Linked DNA regions of Mus musculus: region 2 is linked to region 1. The links are chromatin contacts, called in public Hi-C maps. All regions are on one chromosome and are shown on one strand. Each heading gives the region's core, a stretch centred on a gene start, on an enhancer-like site or on the middle of the called end of the contact. The rest is flanking DNA. Distances are from core to core; before and after follow the strand shown. Region 1 holds the start of Mrm1 (mitochondrial rRNA methyltransferase 1). Region 2 overlaps Heatr6 (HEAT repeat containing 6).

Region 1 (5,951 bases), core at 2,976-5,475:
TCTGAAGATAACTAACGAGTAAGTTCTCATAGACAGTGGGAGAAGGTTACAGACTTCCAGGAAGATCTGCAAGTATGGAGGCACGAAGACCCCACCCACCTGTCATACCTAAAGACTATTAAGTTGGCCAGTGGCAGGACAATGATCACATAGGGTTAGGTCTCAAGGGTCACTGGAAACATAGGGCTTTTATACTAATAAAAAAAGCTTTGAACAGTTGTCTTAGTTTTTAAGATATGAGCTCATGAGCTGGAGAGATGGCTCAGTGGTTTAGAGCACTAACTGCTCTTTCAGAGGTCCTGAATTCAATTTCAAGCAACCACACCATGGCTCACAACCATCTGTAATGGGATCTGATGCTCGCTTCTGGGGTGTCTGAAGAGAGTGACAGTGTACTCATATACATCATATATATATATATCTCCCAGGCTGGCCTGAACCCATGGTGATCTTCCTGTCTTAAGTTTCTCAATCAAGTACTGGGATTACAAGTATGAACCACAGACCTAGTGCTTTGAAAGGTTATGAGCCAAGTGACGCAGTGTGACTCGGGCCTCAGCAGAATCATTATGCCTGCCATGCTGAGGCCCAAGCCCCAGTCCAGGGAGCTGGGGACTCCGACAAGGGTAGCAGAGGAAACAGTGAGAAATGGGGATGGTGTGACAGTAACTCCAAGGACAAGGATCTGGGGACATAGCTGTGGGATCAAGAAGTCAGAGGTAATGTCTGGGCTGGACAACTGAGCTGGGCAGGTCCTAGAAAAACAGATAGCCATGGTCAGACCTGGAAACAAGGAGTCTGAAATGCCCACTGTGGGAGCGGAGGGAGAGAGCTGTGTAGCAGAGGAGTGGAGTAATCTGGAACTGGGGAATGGAAAGTCAGGAGTACCCTTTTTCTTTTTCTCTCTGCCCTTTCCCCCCTCCCCTTTCCCCATGGCCACTTCCCTGGCCTTGGTCCTTGGGGACAGTGAACTCAAAATAAACCTGCCTTTAATTTAAAAAAAAAAAAAGAAGAAGAAGAAGAAAGAAAGTCAGGAGTTTAAATGTGACAGTGATGGGGGAGGTGGTGGTGGCGGCACACAACTTTAATCCCGGCACTTGGAAGGCAGGCAGGTTCCTGTGAGTTCAAGGCCAGGCTGATCTACAGAGTGAGTTTCAGGACAGCCAAGGATACACAAAGAAACCCCATCTCTAAATAAATATATAAATAAATAAATAAATAGATAATGGCAAGAAAGAACCAACTCCAGAGAGTTGTTCTCTGACCTCTACATGCACACACACTGTAGCACACATACCCAACACACACACACACACACATATATGTATATATATGAACTTGAGACACTGAAACAGGAGGATTGTGAATCATGAATCTGAGGTTGGCTACATAGCCGATCCTTTTCTCAAAAAGCCAATACAAGGGAATAAATGAAGCTAGGCAACTAGATTAGGGGGGAAAAATTAAGCCAATTTACACAAAAGAGATCCAAGGCCTGAGACTTGGAACATGACAGTGTTTGGAGGTCATGGGATCAAAGAGAATTCACTGGAGATGCCTACAGGAGAGTGCAGAGGCAAAGGGACGGCCAGGGGGAGTGGGTGAGGCTGTGACTCACGGACAATGTGTCTGCCTAGTGTAAGCTGAGTTTGATTGCTGAAAAAAAAGGTGATTAAAAACAAAACAAGACAAAATCAGAATGACCATATGTGCTAGATGCTGTAGACCTGTCAAGTACCTGAGAACTAAGAATGGACCTTTGAAGCAACATGAAGGATACTGTGACTGTCCGGGGCTTTGATGGGGTACGAAGGGAAGGTTCTGATTAACATGAGGTCAGATGAACACAGAAGACTCTTGGCATGCTGCAGTGGGGCTGGTATCGATGGAGCAGGCTTTGGTAGGCAGTGGGTGGGGCACAGGGCTGGCTGCTGCCTCCAGCTCTTCCCCAGTAACCAGGGGAAACAATTCTGTGGCCCAATGCTGGCAGGGAGTGTGGGGTGTGAGGAGAGAACTCCACTTCCCACCAGTCTCGGACAGTTCCTCAGAAGGGGGGCTGCCTGTGAGATGAAGCCAGACATGCTTCTAGACATGTGCTGGTCAATATGAAAATCTCAGAGCACACCAAGCCACTTCCTACAGATTTTAACTTTGTCTTCTTGTTTTGTTTTGTTTTTTACATGAGAGTTAAACTGCATGTAAGTGTACACACCACATGTGATCGATGCCTAGGGAGGCCAGAAGAGGGCACCAGATCCCTTGGAACTGGAGTCATAGATGGCAGTGAGCCACCACGTGGGTGCTGGGAATCCTCTGAGAGAGCAGTCGGTGCTCTTAACTGTTCCACCATTTCTCCAGCCCTACTACACGTGACTATTAAGGATTGAAATATGGCTATTCCAAATTGAGATGTATTATGTATAAGCATTTTAAAACGGGATTTAAGCCGGGCATGATGGCACACAACTTAAGGAGGTTAACACAGGAGGATTTCTGAGGGATCTGAGGCCAGCCTGGGCCACACAATAACCTGTCTCATTTTTTTTTTCACTAATATTTAAAATGTATGTTTTAATGATAATACTTGTGGTATATTGGATACAATCATGTTTCTTTTTAGTTTTCTAGATTTGTTGTTGTCTTGTTTTGTTAAGACTGGGTAGCCCAGACTGGACTTGAAATAAACGATCTTCCTGTGTCCACCTCTTAAAAGCTGGAATTATAGATATGTGTCATCACGCCTGCATGGTTACTGGAAAAATCTGAAATTAGACATATGGCTTGAATATAAGTTTATCAGGCAGCTTTCTTCAGCCTCTTTTCAAGGTTATTTTCTCACTGAGGGATGAGGGTGGGGACAGGGGAAGGATAGAGGGTGGAGGGACTGCCAAATGCGGGGCAATGCTGCCCCCTAGAGTCTAGCTAGGAAACACACAGCTAAAGAACACTAAAGCTCGCCCCTTGGAAAGCCTTGTTTAAATCGCTTTGAAGTTGAGCTTCCGGGTACCCACGACTCCAGTCCACCAGCTCCCTGGAGTACTGCTGAAGTCCCACGGTTGTCAGACATTGACTTGCCGACACAGGTGGCCATGGCGTGTAGTAAATGAGACGAGGAAATCCCTAACTTCAGACGATGCTCTATTTAAAAGGCCCTGGGATCTTTCCTGGTGGGACTTAGAAGGTCGTAGGAATCAATGCCACCACGTCCCTTCTCTTCCTCCTCCCCCAATCCACTGCGTTGGAGATAGCTTTAACATCCCTAACTAGAGTCATCGCCTCCGCCTCTTCTTCCCCTCTCGCCCCATTTTACCTGCAAAAAACCGGGCAGGTCAGGAGTGGCGAACACGTCCATCACCTCCATAGCCCCAGCGCTGGCCTTGCTGACTACTGGAGTAAGCGGACAGCTGCAAAGGATCCCCACGATCCGTGTTAAAACCAGAAAATCTCTAGCCCCGCGCCCTACACACCCCGGGGCTCCCCGCCCAGTGCTTAGGAGCTTGGCTCCGCCTCCAGATTGGGCGTAAACTGAATTAAGGGACGTCCGTGCCTGTTTCTCTGGCTGGTGATGACTCTGTCTACGCCGAGGAAGTGAGCGGAGCGCATCACAGCCCCAAGATTGCGGGGATCCTGGAGCCCCTCAAGGACGAGCCACAGCTGCTGAGGGTCGTCGCCTGAGCTCGTGTCTGCCGCCTCATCGCAAGGCCGGGGTCGCAGCGGGCTCACCTCCATGCACACGCCCTGGTGCACTTGGTAGCCGCACAAGGCATCCAGTTTCTGACGCCTGGGCCTCAAGACAGGGATGCCCCGAGCCTCGGCCACCCGGAGCAGCTCGGCTCGCTCCCCCTGCAGCCCAGCCTTACCGGCCTGGAGCAGGAGCCGGGCCACGCGCCGACGGGCAGCCCGCAAGGCCAGGAGGCATGGGGACAAGCCAAATAGACGTTCCAGCCGCTGGGCCGGCGCCAGGTCATCCAGAAGCAAGCGACTCAGCTCCTCCCCGCCAGGCCGTTCCCCGCGCCGAGCCACCGAGGAGAAATGGCGGGCAATCAGGCGACTGAAGCACCCGACCGTCCAGAGTCGCCGCATTGCTCCAGCAGCGCCCGAGACTCCACTGACAGACAGCTGGGGAGGACCCGTTGACCTCCCACACTTCGTCCCCTCACAAGGACTGCCCACAACCTGACCCTCGAGCCAAGACAGTCACCTCCCAGCCTCCCACGTGGGTCCCCAGCTTCCGGGTTCTGGAGGCCCAGCCCCCTGTCCGATGACGCACATGTGCGCTTGGCGGCAACCACGTCTCCACTGCACCCCCTACAGGAGTGAGTCGCACTGCCTCCGCTGACGCAGGCGAGCCTAGAGGCTGTGCTGGTGCTGAGCTAACCTTGGACTGCTCCCGGGTGAAGGAAGAAGTTAGAAGGCGTTCACCTGCTCGTCCTCAAAGACCACCGCATGTCAGTGGTTTGGCCATCTGTTCAATCCTCAGTCTTGGAGCCATCCTACATCCTGGCACAATGTCATAGTTGGGACTTTCTCCCAGAAGCATATCCTGTCAGACCCTCAGCACCAGCCAGCAGAACCCCTAGAATATTTCCCATCTCCCGAAAGCCCCAACGAGCCTACGGTATTTCTGCTGACAAGCAGCCGATGCCCTTGGCCCATGGTAATTCTACGACTTCCTTGCTCACTGCCCAGACTGGCTCTTTTCAGCCTAGTCTTTTAAAATATCTTTTTAAACCTTTTCCCTTTTCCTAATGATTCCTTTTTTTTTTTAATGTGCATTGTTGTTTTGCCTGCATGTACATCTATGAAGGTGTTGGATCCCCAAGAACTGAAGTTACAGTTGTGGGTGCTGGGAATTGTACCAGGGTTCTCTGGAAGAGCAGCCAGTGCTCTTAACATTTGAGCCATTTCTCCAGCCCCCACCCCCTCTTTTTTAAAATCAATGTCTCACTAAGCAGCCCTCATGGATGGCCTGAAACTCGTTGTGTAGCCCAGGCTGGCCTCAAATCCACAGAGGTCTCCCTGCTTCTGCTTCTCAAATGTTGGGATTAAAGGTGTGCAATAGTATTAGTATACCTGGCTCCAACTTATTTTTCAAAATTCTTTCACATGTGCGGGCATATTGTTTGTCCGTGTGGCTGTGCACCACATGTGTGCCTGGTGGCCCAGCGAGAGAGAGGAGGATGTAGGACTCCCTGGGACTGGAATCAACATGGGTCCTCTAGAGCAGCAGTGGATGTACTTAATTATGTATTTTGGGGACATTTGTATCCTTGGCTCCTATGGCTGGCCTGGAACTAACCATCTCCTGTGCCCACTCCAGAAGTGATGTTCCGAATCTACCCACCTTCCTAGCTACCTGGAAGGAATTCTGAGACACCAACCACACTGATCACCAGGAAGGGGGGAAAAAACTGAAAGATACTTCTGAAGGTAGAGTAGGTTGTAATCTCTCTCTTTAATTGTTACAGTGAAATGTAGTAGGAGACAGACCCTGATACTCTGTAGCCGTGGTAAGGACCCCAGGGTGAGGGCCAAAACTTGGCTGGAGAGCTGGGGGGGGGGGAGGCAGGAGGGTTGGGAAGGGAACCTGGAACCCTGGACAACCACACAGGTAAAAGATGAGGTCTCTGCTGCTCCAACCCTAAGGGGTGGGGGGTAGGGTGTAAGAGGATAGAGCAATGCCCCTTCTAGGTACATCCCTTTCCTAGGTCAAAAGGAAGAGGCACAGGAGAGCAAAGGTTACGGAGCCCCAAGAGGACTCAGAAGAAGTTAGATAGAACAGTCGAGATTCTGTCTTCTCTTCCCGGCCCAGTTTTTCACATTTGTAATGGGAATAGTCTGACAAGCTGTCTATCCCTTAGTGGGGTGGACATAGAAAGTAAGCTGCAGAGTCCAGAAATCAACACCTAAAATCCAGAGGCAGGAGGCGAGCCGTGAAGGGTGGAGAAGGT
Region 2 (6,590 bases), core at 2,869-5,368, 1.0 Mb before region 1:
ACGAGAAATACAACAGAAACCAAAATTGTCACTTGAAGTACACAGTACACAGTTAAAGGCATGCATAGATCTTCAGGTTTTCCCCTTTGCCCCTAATTTCCTTCTTCTTTTTTTTTTTTTTTTTCTTTTCTATCATGGTGGTTCAGAAACTGCTGTGTAGACAGTGACTGGTGAACACGCACTCACACTGACTAAAGTCTTCATGTTCCAATGGTAGAGGGCTCGCCTGTCCAAAGGGGTCCGCCTACACAGTGAGGGGTCCACACAGAACATTGTGTGAGCTTGCATTCCTTCAGGGTGATTCTGAAATGGAGGGCCCAGGCATCGAGCTGACCCTGCCCTGACCCTGCATGGCTTCCACACCCTCCTCTGCATCCTCAGCTACGGCTTCTTTCACACACTTCCCTAGGCCAGAGGATCTGACAGGCTCTGGTTCTTTGAATTTTCGCCAGTTTGTATCTTGGTGAAAATACTTGCAAAACCGGATCTGATGGTTCATTTGCCGATCTGCTCCTGTCCTTTGCTTACCTTGAATAAAACCTGGCATTTCTTTGTAACCGTTGGTTTCTGGGTCTCTGATATGGATGTCAGGGTTCACCTAAAGGGGAATATACAGAAACACCTCTAGATACTATAGGTGTCCTGGTCCCCGCTTCTGACTTGAGGGACAGATTCTCACTGAGGCATTCTGGGCCTTGCTTTTCTCAGGCTGCCCGGTCAGCAGGGCTACAGCTGTAGATTCGCTATGATATAAAAAACAGCGGAAAGGCGTTGGAGTCAGAATCCTGTTCATGGCACTAAACTCGACAGTGTGTATGTGTGTGTGAACATTGTCTGTGTGCGTGTGTGTGGGAGCTGTGCATCTGTGGGTGTGTGTATGTGTGTGCACATGTGTGGGTGTGTGGTAGCTGTGCATCTGTGTGTGTGTGCCTTGGTATGCATGCATGTGTGTGTATGTGTGTCTGTCTGTGTGCATGTGTGTGGTATCTGTGCATCCATGAATGTGTGCCTGTGTGTATGTGTGTGTGCAAGTGTGTCTGTCTGTGTGCATGTGTGTGTATCTGCATCCGTGGGTGTGTGCCTGCAGAGTTCGTTCAGAGAAGGGCATCCACTGTTCTTCTCTCACTTGCTGCATTATTCCTTTGAGACTGAGTCAGTTGCTGAACCTGGAGCTTGGCTGGCTGCCAGCAAGCCCCAGTGAACTATCCTTTCTCCACTCCGAGTAGTACTGGGGTTACATGCCCGTGATCATACCCAGCTGTTTTGGTTTGGTTTGGTTTTTCGAGTCAGGGTTTCTCTGTGTAGCCCTGGCTGTCCTGGAACTCACTTTGTAGACCAGGCTGGCCTCGAACTCAGAAATCCGCCTGCCTCTGCCTCCCAAGTGCCGGGATTAAAGGCGTGTGCCACCACCGCCGGGCGTACCCAGCTGTTTTATGTGGGTGCTGGGGAGCTGAACTCAGGTCCTCAAGATCCCATAGGAAGTGTTCTTATTCACTGAGCTATCTCTCCACCACCAAATTAGATTTTTTTTTTCCATTTTACTTTTTATGTGTGTGGGTGTTCGGCCTATCTATGCCTGTGACCAGTTTTGCCGTACCTGTAGAGGCCAGAAGAGGGCATCAGATTTCTTCCCCCTGGAGCAGAAGTTACAAGGGGTTGCAAGCTGCTTTGTATGGACTAAACTTGGGTCCTCTGTAAGAGCAACAAGTGCTTTTAACCACTAAGCTATCTCTTCCTGCCTAAAGGCCTGTATTTCCCACTAACCCTCACCACTAAGTACCCATAGTCAACATCAGGAAAATAGGACTAAATATACTTTGACTTGACTAAGTTAAAACAATTCCTTGACAATGAATCACTGGTACAAAACAGGGGTTATAACTTATGCTTAGTTAACAGCAGTAGGTAATACTGGCTGTGTTTTACTTTGCAAATACTCCCCAGGCTCTCACACGCTTTATCCTAATGTATGTAAGACTCTTAGACAACCTCGTCATAGGAAAGGATATGATTTTTAAAAAAAAAAAAAAAAAAGATTTGCTTATTGCTATATGTACGTACACTGTAGCTGTCCTCGGACACACCAGAAGAGGGTGTCAGATCTCATATGGATGGTTGTGAGCCACCATGTGGTTGCTTGGATTTGAACTTGGGACCTTTGAAAGAGCAGTCAGTGCTTTTACCCACTGAGCCATCTCTCCAGCAAAATATTATTTTTACATGCTCTAACTACTTAATATTTTCATCTCATTGATTCTTTTTTTTATCCATTTAGCAAACTTTTTTAAAAAGTTGCAAGGTCTTGGATCTACAGATAGCACAGTTGAACTCCTGCAGTTTGGTATAATGGCCAGCAGGTGGAGACAGAGATCACAAAGTCATTTAGACTGGACATGAGTAGGGTGGAGTGGAGTCGGGTGGGGGTGGGTATCCAGTTCTCATTAGAAACAAGGGTGAGGAGCAGGCTTAACGTTGAAGTCACCTGGGACAACTTCAATGACTTATGGCAGTTCACAGATTCTGAGTTGAGTGGTCTGAGGTGTGTTGCCTTTGGGAGTTTTATAATAGTTGTATTACTGTTTCTACTTACAGCGACGTCTCAGACTTCAGAACACGCCACAAGGGTTGGTTAGTGTGTTGCAGAACCTTCTGGAGAATTTATGAACCCCTGATGTAGTCTTTGTCCTGGAAAATCAGTATATATCTGCCTGCTTGTGTGTGCACATGTGTGCAGATACCCGAGGCCAGAAGAGGGTCTTGGATCCCCTGAAACTGGGGAGAGCATTGGGACCTATCTGATGTGGGTGCTGGAAACCAAGCCCAGGTTCTCTGTAAGAACAGCAAATGCTCTTAACTGCTGAGCCTCCTCTCTAGCTCCATTATTTGTGTCTCTTGTTTTTTGTTTGTTTTTAGGGGGTAGGTTTTGTTTTGAGATGAGCTGTCACCAAATGCACGGGCTGGAGTTCCGTTCTCAACCGTCCTGCCTTAGCCTCCACAGTATTGGGATCACAGGTCCACACCCAGCACGTAACTCTTCAGTAGGCATTTGGATCTCTCAGCACATGAACTGAGGTTGACATGGAAGGGAAGCCCTAAGAGCTTCAGCGATTGTCCGTGGTATTCACACCATCCTTCCGTCTCCGGGATGTCCCTTGTTCCTAGGTTGCAGGCTTTTCTTCCTGGACCCTTTTCTGCTTGGCCCCATTTGCTGGGGTAGTTACCACTGGATGCTCAGTACTGGCTTGAAAACTCCCGATGGAGGGAAAACGTACTCTCCTTGCTAGCCCCATCTTTCAGAACACGCTTTACCACTCTTTTATGGTCACCTGCCTGCTTATCTGTGGCCCTCCCTGCTGGATATAAGTCACTTCCTGTCTTGTTGGCCTTTCCTCGCCTGAACAGGTCCTGGCAAGAGTCTGTTGAGTGAATTGGAAAGGAATACAACACCCCCTCGTATCGACGAGCACCGAGGCCTCGGAGGGGAGATGGTAGCCCTCATGACCAAGCTCACCAAGGGGACAGCGGGAATGGAATTCAGGTCTTGGAGGCTTCTCTATCTTATACTGTCTCCTACATGGCTTTGCTACTGTACATATGTGAAACCCAGATGTGGGGGAAATTAACATATAAAGAACGCTCTTTCCAAGCTTGGGACTTTATTTTTGCTTTTACCACATTTGAAATTCCACACATGGCTATCACTCAGATTCAAAGGTGAACGCTAAGCCAGTTCAAGCCAAGAGGCACTCCCAGATGAGGGTGGTGAGGGCTGGACCCAGGCCAGCACAAGAGGAAAGCCAGTCAGGCTGTTCTTCCTGACTAGGAAAGGGAGGAAATCACATTTGAGGAGGGAGTGGCCTAACCCAAGGCAGGGAGGTTTAGCCAAGCGGATGGCCTCTGGTGGGTTAGCTTGTGACGCTCAGCATGGTGAGCCCATAGAGAGGTCATGGGCAGTGTCGGTAGGCTTACTAGACTTGTAGGTATCCCTAAAGCAAAATAGATTTGCTTTAGGGAGCACTCAGGTAGCAGATGGAGCACGAACAGAAGGGAGGAGCTGAGGGTTCTCACTCGAGGCTTCATTGTAGTTGCTGCCCGTGTAACCTGAGCCCTGGGATATTGAAACTCCCTTCCTTGTGACTGAGGTGTTGGCCATAGAGGGTGCCCCTCAGGAGGCACAGGAGCCTCCCAGGTATGCCATGCAGAGGAGGTCAGGTAGCATGGACCGAAGAAGCTCGGCATAACTCGAGGAAAGACAATGCTGGGTGTGAATCCACAAAGCCAGGAAGAAAGCGCAGCAGGCAGTCCCTCCAAAATTTCCACACAGTCACCACATGACTCAGCAACTCCAGGTGACACCCCAAACAAATGATGTGACCAAGTACAGCAGTGCCCACAGCTGCAGCATTCGGGATAGCCCCTAACTAGCAACGGCGGCTCTGCTGGCGACCAGAGAACGGCATGATGTGTGTCTACTCGGTGGAATAATATTGGGCTGTAGAAAAGGTGAAATATCAATATACTCCATATCGTGGGTGAGCCATTAAATGCTATGCTAAGTCAAAGAAGACAGCCACGTATACTGTAGGTTTTCATTTACATGAGATGCTCAGAATAACATTTAAGTGTTTGCCTGAACAGGTGTTGGGGATAATAAGGGAAAGTACCTGAGTTGGGTTCCCAGGACCCACGTCCAATGGCTCACAGCCACCTGTCACTCCAGGGGATCCAGCGCTCTCTTCTGGTCTATGAGGGCAACTGCACTCACATGACACAAGTGTCAGGTCAGCTTGACTTCATAAGAACGGAACAGCTCTGGAACAGTAGGATTTTCATTCATTTATTCATTCATCCATTCACTGGAGAAGATATCTGGAGAATTTATCAAATATATAAGATATAATATATAAAAATCAGGCAAGTGCAGGGCAGTGGTGGTGCATGCCTTTAATTCCAGCACTTAGGAGACAAAGACAGGCAGATTTCTGAGTTCAAAGCCAGCCTGGTCTACAGAGTGAGTTTCAGGACAGCCAGGGCTACACAGAGAAACCCTGTCTCAAAAATAAAAAAGAAAAAGAAAAGAAAAGAAAAAGAATCAAGCAGAAGAAAATATCAGGGAACAAGGAAAAAAAAAGTCCTGCAGATATCACACTTGATCAGGACGGTAAGCTAATACCGTCAGTGACCTGGGGTCTCGGGGGCCAGAGGCAAGGAAAAACAGATCATGGCCGGACAGAAAGCTCTGGGCAGATTATAGTTTGGCACGAGGTGTGAAGGAAGTTCTCCCTGGGAAGACAACCTTTGAGCAGAGGCAGGCGGGGGTGACCCTTGGGGTGACCACAGAGCTGTACAGCAGGTGGCACGTAGGACACACAGGCTATCTTAGAGGGGCAGGAGGTAACAGAGCAGAACAGCAGGTGGAAACAGGAGGAGGCTGAGCGTGGTAACTGGGATGTGGGGCCTTCCTGGCCTTGTCCCCCCACCATAAAGAGGAGGGGTTTAGGAACCATGGGTGGGGAGGGCTGTGAGCAGAGCTTTGCCCTGACCTTATGGAAGGGCCCCTCTAAGTCAAGGTTTTCAACCATGGCACTGTTAATTCCTCGGGCAGGCTGGTTCCTTGTAGGTGCACTGTGGGATGTTTGTCAACATCTCAAACCCCTTACTTAACCAGACGCCAGGAAGAATCCCCCTAACTATGACAACCCAACATATCTCATGCTTTGGAAAATGTGCCCTGGAGGGCTAAGAAGCCCAAAGTGGAGAAGCATCGCTCTTCTCTGAGCCTTAGCTTGTAGGGGGCATGGGTTCAGGGAGCTCTGGTCTGAAAGGCTGGATTTGGGGGTGGTCGTGACACCTGTAGGATAACATGTCTCTCGTGCAGTGAGACAACCTTCCACCCTGGAATGAATGTAAAGAAAAAAAAAAAAAAAAGCAACACCCTTGGTTACGCTTAATGCTTTGAACAAGAACGGTATGTAAGGTGCCAGAGAAGGTACCAGAAGAATCTCTTGAGCTTTTGGCCCTGCCTCACAAGCATGGCAAGGCAAGAGTATAGAAAAGGGGAGTGGTAAGGGGCTGGAGACAAGGGAACGCGAGCCCCAGTCATCTGGGAGGGGCTCATCGATTCTTGATGCATTTCCTGAGTATCTTCTATACATGAGGCAGTTTCGCTAGCATCGTGTCATCTGAGAACAATACTTAACAGTGAGGCAAATGTTATCCTTCCTGTTTTGTGACTCACAGATTACGAAACTTCTGAGTAACATGCTCAGATCACGGTCGGGACGCATGCGCCTTCCTGTCAATGCCCGATGCTGGCTCCCTGAAGCGTCTAAGTGAAGCTTATGCTAGCTAGCATTGAAGGCAGCGCAGGTTCAAGTGGGGCTGGGAAGCAGAGCAGATGACACAGCTGCTTGCTGCTTGAATGGAGCTTGGATGGGGAGTAAATTACAGGGATTTGGGGCAGGGCTATTTCTTAAAGCATAGAGCTTGTTAATATCAGTTTTGCTTAGGGGAGGGAGAGCTTAAAAGTACGCTTGCACAGGTCAGAGGACAATGTATAGAGGATAGCTCTCTCCCACCTTGTGAATCCC

The links. A called contact is a pair of places that touch in the nucleus more often than the background predicts.
Region 2: a contact with region 1 is called in a Hi-C map of embryonic stem cells, with 3 times the contacts expected there. The contact joins the enhancer-like site here to the promoter of Mrm1 in region 1. A contact is called at or near these places in 7 of 39 promoter capture datasets (the 3T3-L1 cell line, the HPC-7 cell line, the SN4741 cell line and 4 more), 1 of 15 datasets of contacts at CTCF or cohesin (embryonic stem cells), 11 of 484 Hi-C or Micro-C datasets (the C2C12 cell line, the N1E-115 cell line, cortical neurons and 6 more), 4 of 115 datasets of contacts at active chromatin or transcription factors (astrocytes, forebrain, microglia and 1 more) and 1 of 9 other capture datasets (embryonic stem cells).

What each region holds. Positions count from the first base shown.
Region 1 is chr11:84,815,290-84,821,240 of GRCm38.p6, forward strand. Mrm1 (mitochondrial rRNA methyltransferase 1) reads right to left here and starts at 4,226. Exons shown (of 5, transcript NM_145433.1): 1 at 3,548-4,226; 2 at 3,311-3,404. The coding sequence starts at 4,083. It overlaps Dhrs11 (dehydrogenase/reductase (SDR family) member 11), which reads right to left. Exons shown (of 7, transcript NM_177564.5): 7 at 5,439-5,951.
Region 2 is chr11:83,783,198-83,789,787 of GRCm38.p6, forward strand. It overlaps Heatr6 (HEAT repeat containing 6), which reads left to right. Exons shown (of 20, transcript NM_145432.3): 20 at 1-557. Among named protein-coding and RNA genes, the nearest start is that of Gm38934, 25 kb to the right of the region's middle. Within about 2 kb of position 4,119, at least 29 of the 459 cell types and tissues checked have an H3K27ac peak or open chromatin away from gene starts, as enhancers often do. A contact at or near this core is called in the N1E-115 cell line and embryonic stem cells, where this site is marked.